2 separate regions of the Canis lupus genome follow, and region 2 is linked to region 1. A link is a contact called in public Hi-C data. All regions are on one chromosome and are shown on one strand. The core of a region is the stretch at or near the end of the contact, and the rest is flanking DNA. Distances in the headings are between cores, read along the strand shown.

What was found. Hi-C and Micro-C count contacts between places; a contact is called where the count stands out from the background.
Region 2: a Hi-C map of skin fibroblasts shows a contact between it and region 1, with 3 times the contacts expected there. The contact joins the enhancer-like site here to the promoter of IGFBP5 in region 1. A contact is called at or near these places in 2 of 9 Hi-C or Micro-C datasets (amygdala and skin fibroblasts).

The regions. Positions count from the first base shown.
Region 1 is chr37:23,476,894-23,483,520 of UU_Cfam_GSD_1.0, reverse strand. It overlaps IGFBP5 (insulin-like growth factor-binding protein 5), which reads left to right and starts at 3,433. Exons shown (of 4, transcript XM_038585694.1): 1 at 3,433-4,579. The coding sequence starts at 4,246.
Region 2 is chr37:24,404,203-24,410,829 of UU_Cfam_GSD_1.0, reverse strand. No RefSeq gene overlaps it. Among named protein-coding and RNA genes, the nearest start is that of TNS1, 240 kb to the left of the region's middle. Within about 2 kb of position 3,304, at least 2 of the 20 cell types and tissues checked have an H3K27ac peak or open chromatin away from gene starts, as enhancers often do.

The sequences.
Region 1 (6,627 bases), core at 2,184-4,683:
TTAGAGGATGAAGTGGCAACATTAGCATGCCCAATGTGTGCTGGTCTCCGCAAGGGCCCCATGGCAATCCCATGAGATCCTTAAGGCGGTGGGCGTAACTACTCACTGCAGGGAAGGGTTTCCACAAGTCTGTCCAAAGCAGTGAGGAGAGTAGCACACAAAAAGGAAAAGGATAAAGACCCTTAGCTGACAATTTTCCAGCAGAACCCGAGGAACCCATGATACTTCACTGTCCTATCAAAAGTCCAGCTTTCCCAAACCATGCTCTCAGGTGTCACCCTTGCCTTGAAAACCACTTAGAAACTCCACAGAAAATGACCAAGCCCCACAAGATAAAAACGCTAGGCGCCTTTTGAAAAGTGGTCCATACAGAAGCATCTTTCACCAGGTTGCATTTCTTGAAACTTGGTTTTGATATGCAGGTAATTTTTTTTAAAGGAATGGGGAGGAGACATCTCGACGGGATGAGACACAAGTGGCTGATATTTAACTTCTTACTTCTCCAAGAAAAATGCGGTTGAAGGGCATCAAAACTCGGGCATGCCAGGGTGGAAAGCAGAGTCGGGAAGTTCACGGCAGGGAAAGCAAGTCAGCAATAAAGGAGGGGAGGGAACCTGGCCTCCGACGCGGGCATCTGGCAGGAATCAAATGAGCCCCTCTTAACTAAATTCACTGATGCAAACCTTTTTTTTTTTTTCTCCAGAAGCAGTCTTGCAAAGGTGATTGTGAACAGATCTAGGCCTAGGGAGTAGAGGTGGGGAAGGAAGCAGAATCAAGGAAGGCCCATGGGCATGCCCCATAATCCAAGAGCATGTAGCAGGTCTTCACCTCCACTGTCACGTTAGGTAGGGACTCGTGCAAGCAAACCCATCTGGCCTGTCCCAGCTTTGGACCAAACCACTGCAGACAGCCCCAAGCTACTGAGAATTCCCTTACGTTCTCTTCAGAAGCCTACGCCAGGTGCCTGGGAGAGCAGGTCCGTCCCTAGCTCTCAACCCCTCGTGACTGAGCCCACTTCTAAGCAGACACACGGAATGGTCACTTAACATTTACTGAGCTGCAGAGCATGCGCGCCCCGCGCGGCCCCTCTGCACCCTACCCCTGGGACCAGCCCCAGCCACCACCTCCTCCTCCTTCTCTCCGCAGGCTTCTCGTCTTCTCCATGAATCATCCCCCTCTTCCTTCTACCTGTCCTCACACATTTGACTTTTCCAGCCACTGGAAGTCGGCTAGACAAAAAAGACGTGTCACTGGAGGCCGTCTCTCTCAGAATAGAGGGTGGCTGGAAGGAGCCACTCATGTTTCTCTGGAAGGAGCACCACAATTTCCCCATTCATCTTAAATGCTACCAGTGTGCCTGGAGTCAGCTTTGCTGGTGAGTTGGTGCAGAAATAGGAGCAGGGGTCAGAACACACACCGCACACTGTTGGGCCGCTCTTCAAGTCTGAACTTGACACAAAAGGGAAAATTATACATGATCTCCCTGGTTCCTCAAATATTTCAACGGAATTTTTGAATATGAATTCTCCCCCTACCTTCCCAGACCCCCAGAGAGAAGGGAGAGGCAATGCAAACAGGTCTTGCAGTTTGGGGTTTTTTGTTGTTGTTGAGATGGGGGGGGTGGTTTGGGGTGGGTTTTTTGTTGTTATTGTTGTTTTGGTTTCTCCATCACTACAGGCAGCTCCTCCTCTCTCTCCCAGCCAACACCTAAAACCCCTCTGGCACTACGAACAAAAGCACAACTTTAAACTCTAGCCTTTTAAAATGTGCCTTTCAGCAAACAGATAAGCAAGCAGAAAGATCAGGATCTGGGACTGTTAACAGCATCCAGTGTGATGCTCCTGAACCAAACCGGCAAGAGAAATATTTTCTTAAAAGCAGTCCTACAGAAAGAATTCTTATCATAGATAAGGGTGCAGTCTAGTGGCAAACTTCATGAAATGCAGCCCCTTTTCCAAAGGAAAGTGAGAGCACTTCCAAAGAGCCGAGGGAAATGTAAAAGGGGTGAATCCCACCCCCACGTCCTCCCAGCTGGGAGGTGACCTATCAGCAGTGACAGGTCATCTCTCTCTGACCCGACTGGGTCAGTTTCACAAACAAAGGAAATCATCACTTTCCTTCCTTTAAGATTTTAGCTTTCTTTCATTTTCCTAAGGAAAGAAGGGATCCAGCAGTGTTCGAAGAGATTGCCTGAGCTTTCCAACAGAATAATAATGTTGTTGGGCAGGATCTCTTCAGAGCGAGTCCTATGGCCCTGTCAGCTCGCCGTCCTGAGATGTAACTGTGTGTGCCAGTTAACCTAACAAGGTGCCTCTCGGGTCTGTCACCCATGCCCTCCAGAGATGTGGCCCTCACCAACAGAGATGCCCCGGGGGGGGGGGGGTGGCGGGGGGAATGTGGAGGGAAAATACCACTCCCATCTGCCTTCCTTCCATCCCAAAACCCCTCACCAGGACCCATTAGGTCACCAGGCAAGATTTTCAGACTTAGCATCTTCTGGAACATGCCAGTCTCTGTAAGTCACTGCTCCCTTCAATGCTGCTGTATGAATATCCCTTCCTGCAAACATACACAACACAGATACCCACAAGCGTGCGCAAGCATGCAGCATGTGCACACACACACACACACACGCACATGCAGAGCTTCCCTAGGCCAACAAGGAGCCGAAGGAAGGTGGCCACCCCTTGATCCTATGACCAAAGACAGTCACTCCACACTCCACCAGCGAGAAAAATGCTTTTAATCAAATCCCCTATCCCCTTCCCCGGACTTTGGGGGGTGGGGGGAATCTAGTTTTTCTTCTCTTTTCTTTTTTCCTTTCCTTTTAATTCAGCTCACTCCCCTCAGCTGGCCATCCTGCACTAACACTCCCCTTCACACACACACACACACACACACACACACACACCCCTCACATAGTAACTTAGACACTAGCAGACAGCCATTTCCCAAAGCTTGGGAAGAATTTCTTGGGCACGGTATATATCCACTTGGCTAATAAGAAAATGCTTCTCCCTGCAGCCGGAGCCTTGGCTAGTTAAGGGGTGGGAGGGAGGGAGACCGAGTTCCTCTTCAGTGCGGCCACCAACTCCTGAATATTCGCTTCTTCCACTCGACCCCCCCCACCTATCCACCCCCCCCCCCACGCCTCCCTGCCCCGTAGGCAGCCCAGCCGGTCCCCCGTGCCCCCTACTTGCATTCCGGGGGGAGGAGGGCACTGCTCCGGGAGCGCAGGGGAGCCCCCGTGTGTCTAGAAGGCCTCTCCCCACCCCCACCCCGTGTGAGTTTGTACTGCAAAGCTCCTTGGCATCCTCGCCTGGGTTGGGTGTTGGGGAGCTCAAATAGCAGCTACAAACTGGCTGGCAGCCAGGGGCCGTCTATTTAAAAGCGCCTGCTCCACCGGAGCCCGTAGTCTCTTTGGAAACTTCTGCCGGGGGAAAGAGCTAGGAAAGAGGAGCAAACCGGTGTGGGGTTTTCTCTCTCTCTCTCTCTCTCTCTCTCTCTCTCTTTTTTTTTTTTTTTTTTTTTTTTTTTTGCTCCTTTTAATTACCCCCTCTTCCGTTTGCACCCTTCTTCGAGCTTCACGCAGAACCTGCGAATTTCCAAGAGGTGGTGGCACAGCGGGAGCAGAGAGGTGTTAGGGGTTTGGATTGGGGGCTTTTTTTTTTTTTTTTTTTTAATTTCTTGATTTCAACATCTTCCCCCACCCTCGCGGCCACCGCCGCCGCCTCTTACCTGTTCCGCGGCAGCCGCGCGCTGCAGGCAGCTGAAGGTTAGGAACTAGGGGCAGGGTGCATTTTAGGTCTTAAACCAAATTTTTGAAGACAAACCCATTTTGCTCCCCCCCGCCCCCACCCCCTTCTCCTCCACAGCCTCCAAGCTCATTATTTCGGCGGTTTCTTTGGGGTGAACAATTTTTGGCTTTTTCCTCCCTGTAATTCTGAGCAGGTCTGGCCGGGGGGGTTGTTTCTCTGGCCTCCACTCCCTCCGCGTGCACCTGGCGCTGCTCTTTTTCCCCCAACCTGTTGCAAGTCCTTTAATCCTTGCAACTGGGACTCGCTTGCAGGCACCTCAGCCCTCCATCTCTCCCCACATTTTGCAATTGTCTGGGGGAGGGCACCTGCTCTACCTGCCAGAAAAAAAAACATTTTTTTAATTTCTCCGGGCGCCCTCCTGGCCCCTTTCTCCCCACACTCTCGCTCTCGTGCCCCGCCCCAAGGTAAAGGGGAAGACTCGGAGAAGATGGTGCTCACCGCGGTCCTCCTGCTGCTGGCCTCCTGTGCGGGGCCGGCCCAGGGCCTGGGCTCCTTCGTGCACTGCGAGCCCTGCGACGAGAAAGCCCTCTCCATGTGCCCCCCCAGCCCCCTGGGCTGCGAGCTGGTCAAAGAGCCCGGCTGCGGTTGCTGCATGACTTGCGCCCTGGCCGAGGGGCAGTCGTGCGGCGTCTACACGGAGCGCTGCGCCCAGGGGCTGCGCTGCCTCCCCCGGCAGGACGAGGAGAAGCCGCTGCACGCCCTGCTGCACGGCCGCGGGGTTTGCCTCAACGAGAAGAGCTACCGCGAGCAAGCCAAGATCGGTGAGCGCGCTCGGTGTGCCGGTCGGGTTGCGCGGCGCTCGGCCGGGGACGCGGGACGGCCGGCCCCGCGCGCTCGGCCCCGCAAGCGGCTTGGCGCCGGGGTGGAGCCCGGGAGGAGGGTGGGCACGGTCCTGGCCCCTCGGAATCGGAGCCTGGCGGACCCGGCTACCCCGCGCCGCGCCCCCAGCCGAGCCCCCCGAGCCTTCGCTCCTTCCCCCCCCCCGCCCCCCCCCCCCCGTCTGAATCCTGCCCCCGAGCTGCAGTCGGCGTCCCGGTGCAAACCCCCAGGTGCTCAGCTCCCAGTCTGAGAAGGCGCCTGTTACCCTACAGACTCCCTCCGCCACCCACCCAACACGGGTTCTTTCGAACTTGGAAAAAAAAAAAGAAAAAAAAGAAAAATCTCTTTTGTTAAAATATTGCTTTAACTGGGGACCTGGAGAGAGAGGCGGCACCGGCCCTCCGCGGTAATCCCACCTGCGCCCCCGCCCGCGCCCCCGCCCCCCTGCCGGCCGGTCCCGGGGCTCCCTTCCCTCCGCCCCTGCACACCCCCCGCGCGCGCGCTCGGGCGCTGGGGAGCTAAGCCGGGGGCGGGGGGGCCGGGGGGGCCGGGGGGGCTCCGATGCCCCTCCCCGCGCACACCCAGTGCTCTAGACTTGGTGTGATGGTTTGCGGTACGTGGTAAGACATTATTAAAATGCAAAATACCTTTTTTCCTCCCGAGAAGGGAAAAATGACTTTGGCACGCTGGGCTGCAGCGGTGGGGAGGTGGGGGGTCGGCGGGGGGCGGAGGGGGGAGGGGAAAGAAGGGTTTCTGATCCAATAATGCTGAGTATTCGTCCCTGAATCGAATTCCTTGTTTCCCCCCCACCCCCCCCGCCCCAGTTCAGATTTTACCTGGGAAGAAAGGTGGATATGGGGGCAAGGAGGGATGTGAGACTCAGGCATCACCACTTCCCCGCCAGGGCTCATCTGTCCCCCACCCCGCGCCCCCCCAGCCCCCCCCCCCCCCCACCACCACCACCTCAATCCATCAAACCGGATCACAAGTGGGTGTGGTGTAAATGCAAGAGGCCCCTGGAAACGCAGAATGCAAAATCTACTGGGCGGAGACGGGAAAGCCACGCTCCGGGAGCCGCGCCCTCCTCCGAGTAGCCCCGCCCCACTGTGGCCCCGCCCCTCGCGGCCCCGCCCCCCAGTTCTCAGTCTGGAGCCTAAGGTTTAAAACGTTGGATGAGCTGCCTGTTCAATCAGAACGGTTCTTTTTTTTTTTTTTTTTTTTTTTTAAATCAGAACGGTTCTGCCCCCCTCCTTAGCCTGGGTTTTCTTTGGCGCTTACCTGATCTCCCGTCTTTTTTTTTTTTTTTTTTTTTGATCTAAGGAGCTGTGCACAAAGATCTGGGTTCTTAACCAATGAATAACCAACCTGGTTATTGATCCTCTCCGAAGGGGGTTAAAACTTAGCTAAAAAAATTTTTTCTTTTTTCTGTGTAGCTTCTTACTGGGACAATGTCCCTCTTCCCAGCCCCCATCCCGTCCATTAGGGCGCCCCGACTTGGGTTTTCCTAACTGCCAGCTACAGACACGATCGTGTAGGATAGGAGTGCGGAAGCGCTTGCAAAGCAGCAGGACTTTCCCGGGCTCACCCTGGAACCCCGCAAGCCTCGCAGGGTTTGCCGGCCGCCCCCCGGCCGCCCCCGGCAGCCCCTCCACTTTGCGAGAGCCAGTCCTCCCCCGGATTGCAGCCTGCAAAAAAAAAAAAAAAAGGAACAGAGTGCAACGCGCAGGCCCCGGAGGCCCGAGGGGCCGGGTTTGTGGAGTTATTTTTATTAAGAGCCACTTTTCAAAGGCGGTCCTGGCCGCGCTCATCCTGGGGGATGTGGATTTGGAAAAGCTTAGCGCCTGGGGGAGAAAAGGTATGAATTGATTTCCTGGCTTGGAAGCGGGCGCTCTGGGTAATAATCCGGTCACAAAGAAAGTATGCAAGGTATCACTCAGCCGCTCTGGCCTCGCTTGTATTTGCCCAACCGTGTGGTTGGTGTGATGTGGTT
Region 2 (6,627 bases), core at 2,055-4,554, 930 kb before region 1:
CCCTCGTTCAAACAGCCATTGAAGCTACTAAAACATGAAACTCTTCTTTTCCTGCCTGGTCTCTTGAGGTGTTTTTAACTTGCCATTTAACATAGCTCTAAGTAAATAAAAAATTAGAAATTAAATGATTTGCATGAATTTTATCGTTATATTGGGCGATGCCAATCTTAGATGAAAATAGAAGAGCATTTAAGTGGTGGAGCCACCAGAATGACACAGTTGTACATCATAGTTTACATGAGAATGGTGGGAACTCTCACAAGACGAACTCTCTGGTTTTCATTTCGTCTCTTGATGTGCGCACGTTCTGTAGCCCTTTCTACCGTAGCTTCCTGGCTGGGGATCAAAGACCCGAAAGGAATGAGATCCATGCATGGCTCTCTTTTCCCCTTCCCTTGGTCGTGCATGTTTCTTAGAAGCTGCTTCCTTCTTTCTGTGTTCAAAGCAAGCTCTAGTTTGAATGGAAAACAGCTTCTTGAGATCGCCAGCTCCCGTGTGACTCTCGCCACAGACATAAGCGCTTACCTTGTACTCGCTTTGAGTCTTGGGGAGCTACCATGTATCATGAGCCTGCTGGAACTTTGTGCTCAGAGGAATTACACATGCTGTCTGCAGATGAGGAGGCCAAGAATGGTGGGCGAGCTAATGCTCATCTCTGTTCCGCTCATGGGCACGGTTGTGTCCTATTGGGCTTCACTTATAAAACACAAACATAAAATTACTAAGAACTCCAAGATGGTGACAGCAGAGCCTCATCAAGGCCAACGCGGGGCGCTTCTGAGCTCAGAGGCTCCACATGTGTGCACAGGTTGCACAGATAGGAGCTGGACTTGGAGGCACCAGTCCTTGTGTCTGTGGCCCCAGATTTGCAGCTAAGGTCCTGGTGCAGTATGCGGTGGGAGTGACAGGAACCCTTGGAAGTCCTTGGCTTACAACCACTTTGTGTTTCTGTGGCAGAGGGTGAATTTTCAATTTGAGAAGCACTATTGCAAAGAAGGCAAACTCTGAAAGGAGGGAGAGGCCACGGGCCTCGGGGAGGGCTTGGGCTCAATAAACATTTGTTGAATAAATGGATGCATGAAGGAAGTAAAGGGAGAAAGAGGACCCAAGAAGCCTGGAGATGTTAGGGACAGGTGAAGTGTGCACTTTCCATCTAGTCCTATGTACCCCACCCCTTCCCACCTTTTGAATGAGATCACAGCATTTAACCCAGGACTGAGAGTAGAGGGGCACCGTTCCTGCTCGTTGAATGGCCGAGGTCTGTGAGGAGTCCTCCAGAGCCCAGGGACTCGTGGTGAGCTGAGGGCAGAGGAGATGAGATCTCAGAGCTCTCTCCCAGTCTCGTGGGCTCTGAAGTCACCCAAGGGCTCTTGGTGAGACCCTTTCCACATGCAAATACAGCAAGGCTCTTTTAGGAGCTCTCAGGTGTGTGTGTGTGTGTGTGTGTGTGTGTATGTGTGTAGGGGGGAGGCATGACAAGTCCCAGGCTGAGGCTGGAGCAAGGTTGGAGGAGGGGGTGCCCACATTTCGGCTCTGGATCCCCTTCCAGGCCTTCAGAGGAGTGCTACCAGCCGCCTCCATCACCTGTTCCCACGTCTCACCAGGGAAAGTCAGGAGCTAAATCCCCACGGATTTGGCTGTCTGGGGCACAGAAATGCCACCTGGGTCAAATGCCTGCTCCCTGCCCTCCAGCTGGAAGGCTCGCCTCCCTTCCTGGAACCTCCGGAGCCTTTTATCTGCACCTCTGCCTCTAAGACACTTGTCGCAGCCAACCTTGTGACTTGGTCGGCACTTGTTCTGCTGGCAAGCAGGGCCCGAATGATTTATCCCCGTGCACCTTTCTACACTCCCCACCCCAAGGACTGATTTAGCACCGAGCTGCCTGGGCCTGGCTTGCAACACAGTAGGCGGGATGAAGGCTGGAAGGTCTGTGTCCTGTGGTTCTAATGCAGGGCAGGAGGGATGCTGGGGTGGGGCCTGGGGGGCCGTGCTCTCCTTATGGTGGGGTGGCATTCACAGCCTGTCACTGTGCAGCTCCGATGCATGTTCACAGGTGCCATGGCGGGAAGGTGGCACGATCCCCAGGCAGGTCATCCGTTCTCTGCACGGTGCTGGAAGAGGGTGGCCGAGAGGCACATCCTGTCCCCAGTGGCTCTCCAGATGGGAAGGGACCCAGGCCGACAAAGAGCAGTGGACAGAACCCAGGAGCAGGGTCCCTAGTGGAACCGGAGCTGCTGGGGGGCCCTGCCATGGAGCCAGCGGAGTCTCATCTCGTCATCTGTCGAGTGAAAACAACAATTAGATGACAGACGAAGGATGTAGAGGATCTAGTGGCCTCCTGTGTCCACTTTTAGCATCCGCGTGCTCTGGTTTGGCTTCCTTTGCCCTGTTTTACTTCCCTCCTCCATGGGGACCCATCCAGCAAACCCCGGACAGGTCACACTGTCCCCTTCCTTCCCTCTGTCTCCAAGTGGAATTATAACAGAAACTAATATTTAGTGGGTGCTTCCCGTGTACTCCGCACCTTGCTAAATTCTTTTTTTTTGTTTGTTTGTTTTGTGCATTAACCCGTTTAATCCTCATGGCAACCCAGTGAGGTAGGCCCTTCTTGTCATGCCCATTCTCTGAGGAAACCAAGGCTCAGAGAGGCAAAGCCACTTGCCCGAGGTTGCACAGCTAAGAAGCTGGAGAGCTGGGTCTGCAAGCAGGTTTGTCTGACCTCATGGTTGGTGATCTTCTCTACCGACCTCCTGAATGACTTCCCCATCTCCAGCGGCAGATCCCTGCTGGTGTCTGGCTGGTTGGTTTTAAAGCCAGTTGGGGCTAAGGGTCTGGCACTTGATGTACTGGCCTTTGGCCTTATAACTGACCTCTTGGGCTTGTGGCCTTATGGTAGGGGCGAGAGCCCGTGATGCTGGAATGCAGGAGGTTCCCAGGCCTTGTGCTGTAAGACCAGCCCTCCATTCTCCCACGTTTCTCCTTGGAGAAGCCCTGTCCCTCCTGCTTTCTGCGTCTGAGACCCCAGCCCCACGCAGCAGGTCTCGTGGTGGTGAAACGTAGGAGGTCTGTGTTCTTCTCTGACCTTGGGTTCCCAGCACAGTCGGTGTCTGAGATCTATTTCAACTGCCTGCTGGCTCTAGGGACAGAGCTGAGTTGGACAAAAGGCATCCACTTTGGCTTCCAGAACCATGGAATCTCCTGGCTCTTCAGTAATCAGATTCATATCCTCTCCCAGCTGATGAGAGAGTAAAGGCAGGAGGGTGAGTCTTTGCGGCAGATAGGACTTGGGACGCTCGGGCCCCGGGACTCCCATGGATGACCTCATGGAACAGCTTCCTCTGACCCCAGAGAGCTGGAGAAGGTCACGGCCCCCGAGAGGCACTGGCCGGCGGCACGGCTTCCTTCTCCCCACTTTGCTGGGAGGCCGCGTGGGCAGTCATGGGGCCTGTCAGCCTGCAGCTTCTCTGCCGTGACATATGGAGCACATCTCTTCACATTCGTGCCTGGGTTTTCTCATCTGTGAGGAGGGGATAATGTGTCCGCTCCACTTACTCCCACAGGGCGCTGTGAAAATCCTTGCGAGATAAGAAACACATGTTGATGAGTGGGAACTGCTTTAAATATAAATGAACATAAATGAAGTAGCCGTGGGCTCTGGGGTCATAAATTAGACCCTTCAGTGGTCATTTGAAGGTTCCTAACTAGGGGGAAAGGCAGTTTAATAGAGATATTGAAAAATCCTCATTAGGTTTTTAGTAAGACCATGGTGCAGAGTAGTTAAAAACAAATGGCCCACTCATGCATCATTTTTGCCCTATACTGTATTTGTGCTTCTATTGTAAAGGGTAAACTCTTTTATTTTAGCCTAAGTCAGGTATTATGCCTGGATAAAAGGCAAACTTTTATATGGATTATGGAAAATAAAGAGCTGATGCCACTCTGGTCCCTGGGGGGAATTCATATACATTCTCATTTCCCCGTAGATATTAACAGAGTGGCCTTGGAGTAGTTGTATTGTCACCTCGATCCATGTGGAAGCATGTGGAGAGGGAATGTATGGACCTGGGGATCACCATGGGGCTGGACCCTATATGGGAGCCCCAGGGCCCGAGCGTCCCAAGATGCCCAGGTGGGGAATGGTTTCCTCTTTGTAACTGTTAGTTTTCTTTTTCTTTTTAATTCAACAACTATTCATTGAGTTCTCATTACCTGCTAGATCCTGTTCTTAAAAATAGCTTTATGGAAGTGTAATGGGCACACCACAGACTCCATGTATTCAAGGCTTACGAGCTGGCAAGTTTCAACATACATATATACCTGTGAAACCCTCACCAGAATCAAGTTACCAACCTGTCCGTAATCCCCCAGAGTTTCTCTGTGGCCCTTGGGAGTCCTCTCTCGCTCCTCTCCACCATGAGATCAGTGATCTGCTTTATGTCTCCATAGGTTGGTTTGAATTTCCTAGAGTTTTCTACAAATGGAAAAATATGTTTTATGTTACCTTGTTTGGCTTCTTTCACCCAGCATACTTATTTTGGGATTCATTCATGTCATCGTGCATGTTAAGAGTTCGTTCCTCAGGGGCGCCTGGGTGGCTCATTCAGCATCTACCTTCTGCCCAGGTCATGATCCCAGGATCCTGGGATCAAGCCTCGCATTGGGCTCCTTGCTCAGCAGAGTTCCTGCTTCTCCCTCTCCTTCTGTCTGCCATTCCCCCTGCTTGTGTTCTCTCTCTCTCTGTCAAATAAATAAATAAAGTCTTAAAAAAAAAAGAATTCACTCCTTGTAACTGCTGCATAGTGGGCCATTGAATGGATAAACCAGAGTTTGCTTGTTCATTCACCTATTGAAGGGTTGTTTCAAGTGTTTGGCTGTTACGAATAAAGCCACTACGAAAATCCATGTACAGGTCTTTGTATAAACATATGCTTTTATTTCTCTAGGGTAAATACCCAAGAATGGGTCATATGGTAGGTGTATATTTAATTTTTTAAGACATTGCCCAACTGTTTGCCAACGTGCTTGTCCTATTTTAAATCCCACTGGCAGTTTATGGAAGTCCCAGTTTTTCCACATCCTCACCAACACTCGATATGGTCAATCTCTTAAATTTCAGCCGTTCTAATAGTGGTTTAGTGTGTTAAAAAATACATGGAGCTATATTACAAACTTTAATAGTTTATCTGAGTGAACATTGATATGAGTCGGGTGCACCAAACTGGAAGTGGTTAGGAGTGCTCCACGGACAGGAGCTCAGGGAGAGATTTTATAAAGAAAACATGAAACCAAAGTAGGGAGATTATTGATTGGCTATAGCTTAAAGACGAACTGGCTGTTTGTGATCAGCTATCGTTGGGGTTTTGGTTTTGTAACCTGGAGGCATTTATGTGCCTTCTATAAGTTTGATTTGCTTACATAAGTGCCAGGGCATTAGAGCCACCTCAGTCCAATGGCCATCTTATTTAATTAGCTTCCCAAGTGGTATGTGCTTGTGGTTTTAATTTGCACTCCCCTAGTGAGTAATGATGCTGACCTTTTTCATGTGCTTATTTGTGGTCCGTGTCTCTTCTCCGGGAGAAGTGTCTGTTCAAATCTTTTGGCTGTTTTATTTATTGGCTGCTTATTTTCTTATTGAGTTGTGAGAGTTCTCTGCATAAACCTGTATCGAAGTCCTTTTCGTTAGAATTATGACTCGTAAATATTTTCTCTCAACGTGTGTCTGACCTTTTCATGCTGATTTTGAAGAGCAGATGTTTTTAATTTTGACAAAGACCAGTTTATCAATTTGTTCTTTTATCACCTGTACTCTTGGTATTATCTTTAAGAAATCACAGAATTTCTCATTTAGGTTTTCTCTATAGACGATTTTATAGTTTTACGCTTTACATTTAGGTTTCTGTTTTGAGTTATTTTATTTTTTAAAAAAGATTTTATTTATTTATTTGAGAGAGAGAGTGTGTGTGTGCAAGCATACAAGCTTAAGAGGAGAGAGGGACAGAGGGAGAGGAAGAAGCAGATTCTCTGCTGAGCAGGGAGCCTGCAGGAGAGGGGGCTTGACCCCAGGACCCTGGGATCATAACCAGAGCTGAAGGCAGACTTGTAACTGACTGAGCCACCCAGGAGTCCTGAGTTAATTTTTTTTTTATATGCTGCAAGGTACTATTTCTGGTGCTCCTCATTCCTTTCTGAGATTCAATATCCATCTGGTTTCATTTTCCTTCTGCCTGATGGACTTTCTTTAACATTTCTTCTAGTGTGAGTCTGCTGATGACTTATTATTCTAGCTTTTTTATGCCTGAGAACATCTTTACTTCACCTTTTTAAAAGAAAGACTTTTCACTAGGTATAGCATTCTGTTTTTTTCTTTCACTCCTTTAAAGGTGTGGTCCTACTGTCTTTCTCACATAAAGTGTTTGGGATGAGACATCTGCTCAGATATTGATCTTTGTTCCTTTGTAATCTATCTTTTTGGTCTTTTTTGATAAAAAAAAGATTTTATTTGTTTATTCACGAGAGACATAAGCAGAGGGAGAAGCAGGCTCCCCATGAGGAGCCAGATGTGGGAGTCAATCCCAGGACCCCAGGATTGCACCCTGAGCCAAAGGCAGGCGCTTAACCACTGAGCCA